Regions from separate parts of the Anas platyrhynchos genome. Here region 2 is linked to region 1. A link is a contact called in public Hi-C data. All regions are on one chromosome and are shown on one strand. Each heading gives the region's core, a stretch centred on a gene start, on an enhancer-like site or on the middle of the called end of the contact. The rest is flanking DNA. Distances are from core to core; before and after follow the strand shown.

What was found. A called contact is a pair of places that touch in the nucleus more often than the background predicts.
Region 2: a contact with region 1 is called in a Hi-C map of liver, with 3 times the contacts expected there. The contact joins the promoter of SCN4A here to the promoter of FAM171A2 in region 1. A contact is called at or near these places in 3 of 8 Hi-C or Micro-C datasets (liver, skeletal muscle and subcutaneous adipose tissue).

The regions. Positions count from the first base shown.
Region 1 is chr28:6,332,087-6,334,887 of IASCAAS_PekinDuck_T2T, forward strand. FAM171A2 (family with sequence similarity 171 member A2) reads left to right here and starts at 1,342. Exons shown (of 9, transcript XM_038168634.2): 1 at 1,342-1,510. The coding sequence starts at 1,426. It overlaps ITGA2B (integrin subunit alpha 2b), which reads left to right. Exons shown (of 30, transcript XM_038168890.2): 28 at 63-170; 29 at 253-375; 30 at 600-856. The coding sequence ends at 695.
Region 2 is chr28:6,466,644-6,469,444 of IASCAAS_PekinDuck_T2T, forward strand. SCN4A (sodium voltage-gated channel alpha subunit 4) reads right to left here and starts at 1,475. Exons shown (of 26, transcript XM_072028987.1): 1 at 1,322-1,475. The coding sequence starts at 1,352. It overlaps LOC101791362 (vasoactive intestinal polypeptide receptor 1), which reads right to left. Exons shown (of 12, transcript XM_072029007.1): 12 at 1,649-2,801. The coding sequence ends at 2,762.

The sequences.
Region 1 (2,801 bases), core at 92-2,591:
CTACTGACACCACTCGTCCTGTGTCCCCATGTGTCTCCGTGTGTCCCCGTGTCTGTCCCCAGCGGGAGCACCTCCTGAAGCAGTTCCTTGTCCAGTCACGGGGCTTCTTCAACACCTCGGCCATGCCCTACCGTGTCCAGCCCCGCGTCCTGCCCAGCGGTGAGGCCGAGGTACAGCTCTCAGGGTCAGGGGGGGGGTGACGGCCGGTGCCAGCGGTGGCCCCAGTGGTGGCCCCCCCCCGTCCCTCTGCAGGCTGCCACCGAGGTGATGCGCGCCAGCCCCGACGGCAAGCGGGACGTGCCGGTGTGGTGGGTGGTGCTGGGCATCCTCGCGGGGATCCTGCTCCTCACGCTCCTCATCCTCCTCATGTGGAAGGTGAGGGGGGGGGGGGACACATGACACGGCGCTGCCGGGCACCCCTGGGGACGCCTGGGGAGGGCCGTGGCCCGGTGACACCCTGAGATCGCGGTGGGACCCTGATGGCAACAGAAGGGACTGGAGAAATTGGGACCCCTGGGGAGGGGGCTGCGGGCACGGGGTGGGGGCGATGCTGGGAGGGGGTCCCCGAGGGGGGGGTGTCACCATGTCCCCTCTTCCAGATTGGCTTCTTCAAGAGGACCCGGCCACCCGTGGAGGAGGACACGCAGGAGCTGGCACCGGGACGGGCCCAGGAGATGGGGGGCACCCAGAGCTAGGGGGGCCCCCGGGGTCCCCGGCACCCTCTGCACCCCCCACCCCACAGCCCTGCCCCAATGCCCAGCATCCCCCCCCCCGCCCTGATGTCCCCAGCACCCAGGGGTGCCCACGGTGCTTGTCACCCCCCCGCTGCCCCCGGACAATAAATCCTGGCACCCGCGGGGTGATGTGGGGGTGCCACAGCGGCCTGGGGGGGGGGGCGCGGGACACGGGGGGGTGCGCACGGGGACAGGGGGCGTGCAGCGGGGGCCCAAGGGTGGCGCAGGGGGGGGCCGGGGTTGGGTGGGGGTGCTGGGACTGGGGGGCGGTGCCGGTCCCGGGGGTCGGGGCTGGGACTCGGGGACCGGGACTGGGGGTCGGTGCCGGGACCGGGGGGGGGCAGTGCCGGGACCGGGGCTCGCTGCCGGTCCTGGGGGGGTCGGTGCCAGGACGAGGGGGCCGGGCCCGGGGGGGGGGGTCGGTGGCGGTCCCGGGGTGCGGCCCCAGGGCTCGGGGCCTCGCCGGGGGTCTCCGCCCGCCCCTGCCCGCCCGGCCCCTCCCCACCGCCCCCCGCCGGGGCCCGGCTCCCCCCCCCGGCTCCTCCCGGTGCGGGCGGCGCTGCCCGGCGGGGCCGGCAGGTGGAGCCCGGCCCCCGCGGCTGAGCCGGGCCGAGCCGAGCCGGGCGGGGCGGGGCGGGCCGGGCCGGGCCGTGCCGGGCCGGGCATGGCGGGGTGAGGGCGCGGAGGCACCATGCGGCCCCCCCGCCTCCTGCCGCTGCTGCTGCTGCTGCTGCTCGGCCGCGGGGCGCGGGGCGCGGCGGAGCCGGGGGCGCTCGGTGAGTGCGGCCTTTGTGTGCGCGGCGGGGCCGGGGCCGCCCCCCCCCACTCCACCCCCCCCCGTTATCCTGCCCCCACGCCCCCCGGCATCCTGCCCCCAACCCCGGCATCCCCCTCCTCGTCCGTCTGTCCGTCCCCCGCCGTCCGTCTGTTCTCCCCCCCCTCCCCTCCATCTGTCCGCCCATCCCACCTGCGGGGGTGTCGCGGGGTGTTGTTTTTTTTTTTGGGGGGGGGCACCCCCTCGGTGCATGGGGGGGATGAGGGGGGGGTCGCAGTGTTGGGGTGAGGGGGCTGGTGGTAGCCGTGGGGGTGGGGGGGGTGGGGGGGGCTCTGGGCAGGGCTGGGGTGTGTGATGGTGGGGGGGGGTCCCAGGGGCAGGGTGGGGGGGTCCTTTTGGTAAGGGGTGGGGTGAGCCCCATAGCGGGCACCTCCGGGAGGCAGGGTGGGGCTGGGGGCGCTGGGTGCCACCCTGGGGTCCCTGCGGCTCCCCGTGACCCCTCCCCGCACCCCAAACGCACCCACGGGGTGAGGGGTGCCCGTGGGGCTGAGACGCTCGGCAAGGGTTGGGGGGGGGCGAGATGTGGTGTCCCTGACCCCCACCCAGACAGTGCCACCCTGTGCCACCCCGGGGCATGGGGCCTGGCACCAGTGTGGGGAGAGCACTGGGGGCTGCGGGGCCATACTGGGAGGACTGGGGGGGGGGGAAGGAGGGGGGCACCAGTGTGGCCGTGCCACCCAGTGGGGCCCCTTCATGGGTGGGCAATGCTGCCGTGAGGGGGGGTTCAGGCGGGCCCCCCGTTCCCGAGGACACCGTCGGTGCCAGCTGTCCCCCGGCAGCTGCGGGTGGCCGGCACGTGGCCACGGGGACATTCCTGCTGCCCCACGGGTGCCGGCTGTCCCTGCTATTTGTGCCCCCCCCCACCCAGGACCCCCATGCTTATTCCCCCCCCCCAGGCGCATCGCCGGAGCAGCTGCTGCGAATTCCTCCCCTCGCCCACATCTGGGCAACATCTGGGTGGGGGGCGGCTGCCCCCTGCCATGGGGGCTTTCGGGGGGCAGGATGCTGCCGGGGGGGGGCCGTGGGGTCCCGAAAGCGCCCGGGGCGGGCGGGATGAACGAGGTCGTTGCCTGGGCGACAGCGCCCGAGCCGGGCGGGCTGCCAAGGGCTGCAGGCTCATGCGCAGGCGGCATGGGGGGGGCGTGGGGAGCGGGTCCCCCCCCGGCTGTGCCCACCCTAAACGCACCCGTGCTACCTGCGGACCCTGGAGCACGGTGGCAGGGGCGATGGCC
Region 2 (2,801 bases), core at 225-2,724, 130 kb after region 1:
ACTGGGCATGCAGGAGAGCACAGCTCTGCCTGCATAGATTGGCTGCATCTCTGCAACCAGAACGGGAGCTTGAGGTGCCTGGGGTGCCCGTGACACTAATGTGGGTGCAAAACCAGCAGCAGAAGTGCCTTTGGGGTGACAGGGTGGGATAAGGGCAGTGCCTGGGTGTTTGAGGTGCTTTTGCTTGCAACTCCCCCCAAGCAGCCGGTGCTGGGTGCATCCTGACCCTCCTGTACCACCAGATCCTTGGTGCCTCTGTGAGGACTCTGCGGGGCTGAGCTTTGGCAGGATCCAACCCATGGGGAAGGGGCACTTGCAGCAGCAGGGCGAAGTCCCCACACCACAGAACTGGGCACATCCCAGAGTGGGGATGAAGAAGCGGGTGAAGCACTGGGGGCACCCTCAGCATGGGCACCTTGCGGGGCACCCTGGCGTGCCCAAGCAGTGCAGCCTGGCATCCCATGGCAGATCCAGGGATGCGAGCAGGGGAAGAAGCTACAGGCAAAGGCACAGCTCCCCGAGCCCCGTCGCTGCGAAGAGGGGCGGGCAGAAGGGTCCCAAATCTTGCTGAAGCCTTGGGACATGTGTGGGCTTGGCTGCCTGCTCCCCCGAAGCGGCGAGGCCCCTTACCTTCCTGCCTGTAGGGTCCCTTGGTGCTGGAGCCCGGGGTCCCCAGCCGAGCTTGCCAGAGGGCGGCTGCGGGGCCGCTGCTGCCTTCGGGGCTGTCCCGGGGATCCGGTGTCAGTGCCCGCGGAACGGGGCCGTAGTGCCACCCACCGGCTCCAGACAAAACACCCCCCCACACCCAGCACCCCCCCGGCCGCACCCCCAGGGCACGGTGGGCTACGGGTGGGCGATGGGTGGCCGCTTCCTGCGACACCCCACTGCGTGGCCCCACTGAGCCGGAGGACAGCCGCCCCAAATCCGAAGTAATAGGGCACGATGCAGGTAGAGACACAAAACCTGTGCAAACTTTTTGCAAACCTGTCACAAAGTCTCTGCGGCAGGGTCACATCAGCCCCCCCCCTCCCCCCCCCCCCCCCCCTCGAGCCCTGCCTCTGTGGGCACCACTGTGCTCTGGGATGCCATAGATTCGATGCCCAGCAAGCCCCAGAGTGGCTTTCCCCCAGAGTTGGGGTGCAGGTTTAGCACCAAAAAGGGCCCATCCGCAGCTGCAAACGCATGCAAAAGCCAGTGCTTTTCAAAGCTTTATGGCAATGGTGACATTCCCTCCGAGCATCCCCAGCCCTGGTGCAATCTGTCTCCCTCCTCTCCCTGCCCTCATCTTCCTTGCTAATGATGGAGAGGGATGTTTATTCACCTGCGGTCTCTTGGCGGCTGCAGGCAGGCATTTATTTGGCAGCTGCTGTACCCCTCAGGAGGTTTCCTGGCTGGCGAGGCAGGATGCTGCTGGCCCGTGGGGCTGGTTAACGGAGCATCCTCCATCTCACCTCAAATCAGGTCTGGGGCTCTGCTTCCTTCTCAATGCCTCTTCGTGAGAGCAGGCAGGATCTCTGGAGATCCGGCAGTCTGGAAAGGGGCCAGTACGTGGGTTTTATTTAAGGAAGGACATGTGGCTATGTGGAGAAATTACAACCCGGGAAGCTTGAGAGGCTCTGACGAGATCGGATGGCTCGGGTCTCAGGAAAGCAGCGCGGCTGGGGGAGGTTTGGGAAAGGGCATCCGAGGCCTTTCTTGCTACTGGAGATGCTGTTTGCCAAGGCAGGAGCTTAGCGTGGGGCAAGTGAGGGCTGCTTGTGGGGCAAATGGGACAGGCTGTGGCATGGGGGCAACTCTGCCTGGAGGGGACGCCGGGCAGAGCTGATGCCTGCAGGCCATGGCACACTGGCACCCCCAGCCCAGCCCAGCCGCATCCCTCCTGTGGTCCTGCTGTGTCCTCTCTATCCCTTGTCCCTCGCCCAGAGCCTGGACGCTTTACCAGACATACAAAAAACAGATGTTCGTTCTCCAGAGGTATTTCCAGGTGTTACCATTGACGGCAGGGTTTCCATCAGCTAGCAAGCTTGGCACTGAGTTTGTGGTCTGGGTTTGTGCAGCAAACAAGCCTCTGAAAAGCAGTGCTGGATTACAGAGTAAGATTTTATCGGCAAATTCCCACCAGTTCCTGGCAAACCATCCCATCCCTCTGGTGCTGGGCACTGAGTGGCCGAAGTGGCAGGCATGGGAATAGGGGAAACATCTCAGAAATACGGGGAGGATGTGAGTAATGGGAGCACTGGGGGATTGTAGAGCTGTTGGGTTTGGTTTGTCTTTGTATTTGCTTCTCCCACCCCCAGCATGGCTGCCAGGGGCTATGTTTAGGCATTTTCCCCTAAGGGAAATGATTTTGTAAATAAAAGAGGGAGGGAAAAAACATTGGTAAATCCCTTCAGCACTGGGGCCACTTCAGTTTCCATTCTGGTGACAAATGAAAAATGCCAGATGTTGTTTTTAAAATATGTGTGTTTCCTAGCCAGCCCCAGGGCAGAAAAGGAGGAGAAGCATGCTTTGCCTTGCTGAGTGAATTGCACGTGGAGCTCTGGGTAGGTGAGACCCCAGCACGTATCAGTAAGAAGCCTCCACAGACACCAGCACCCAAGTGGGCAGAGCCTTTCCCCATGGGCTGCTCACATCAGCCTCTGAAGGTGCAAGACCCAGAACCTACAAATCCCCTTTTACTGTGGTTCTTGGGGCTGTACTCATGGAGCTGCACCACCACCACCATCCACAGGGAGAAATTTCCCCCCAGACGCCATCCTTGTCATGCTGTGAAGTCTTGGGTGGCCAGGTTGAAGACGTTG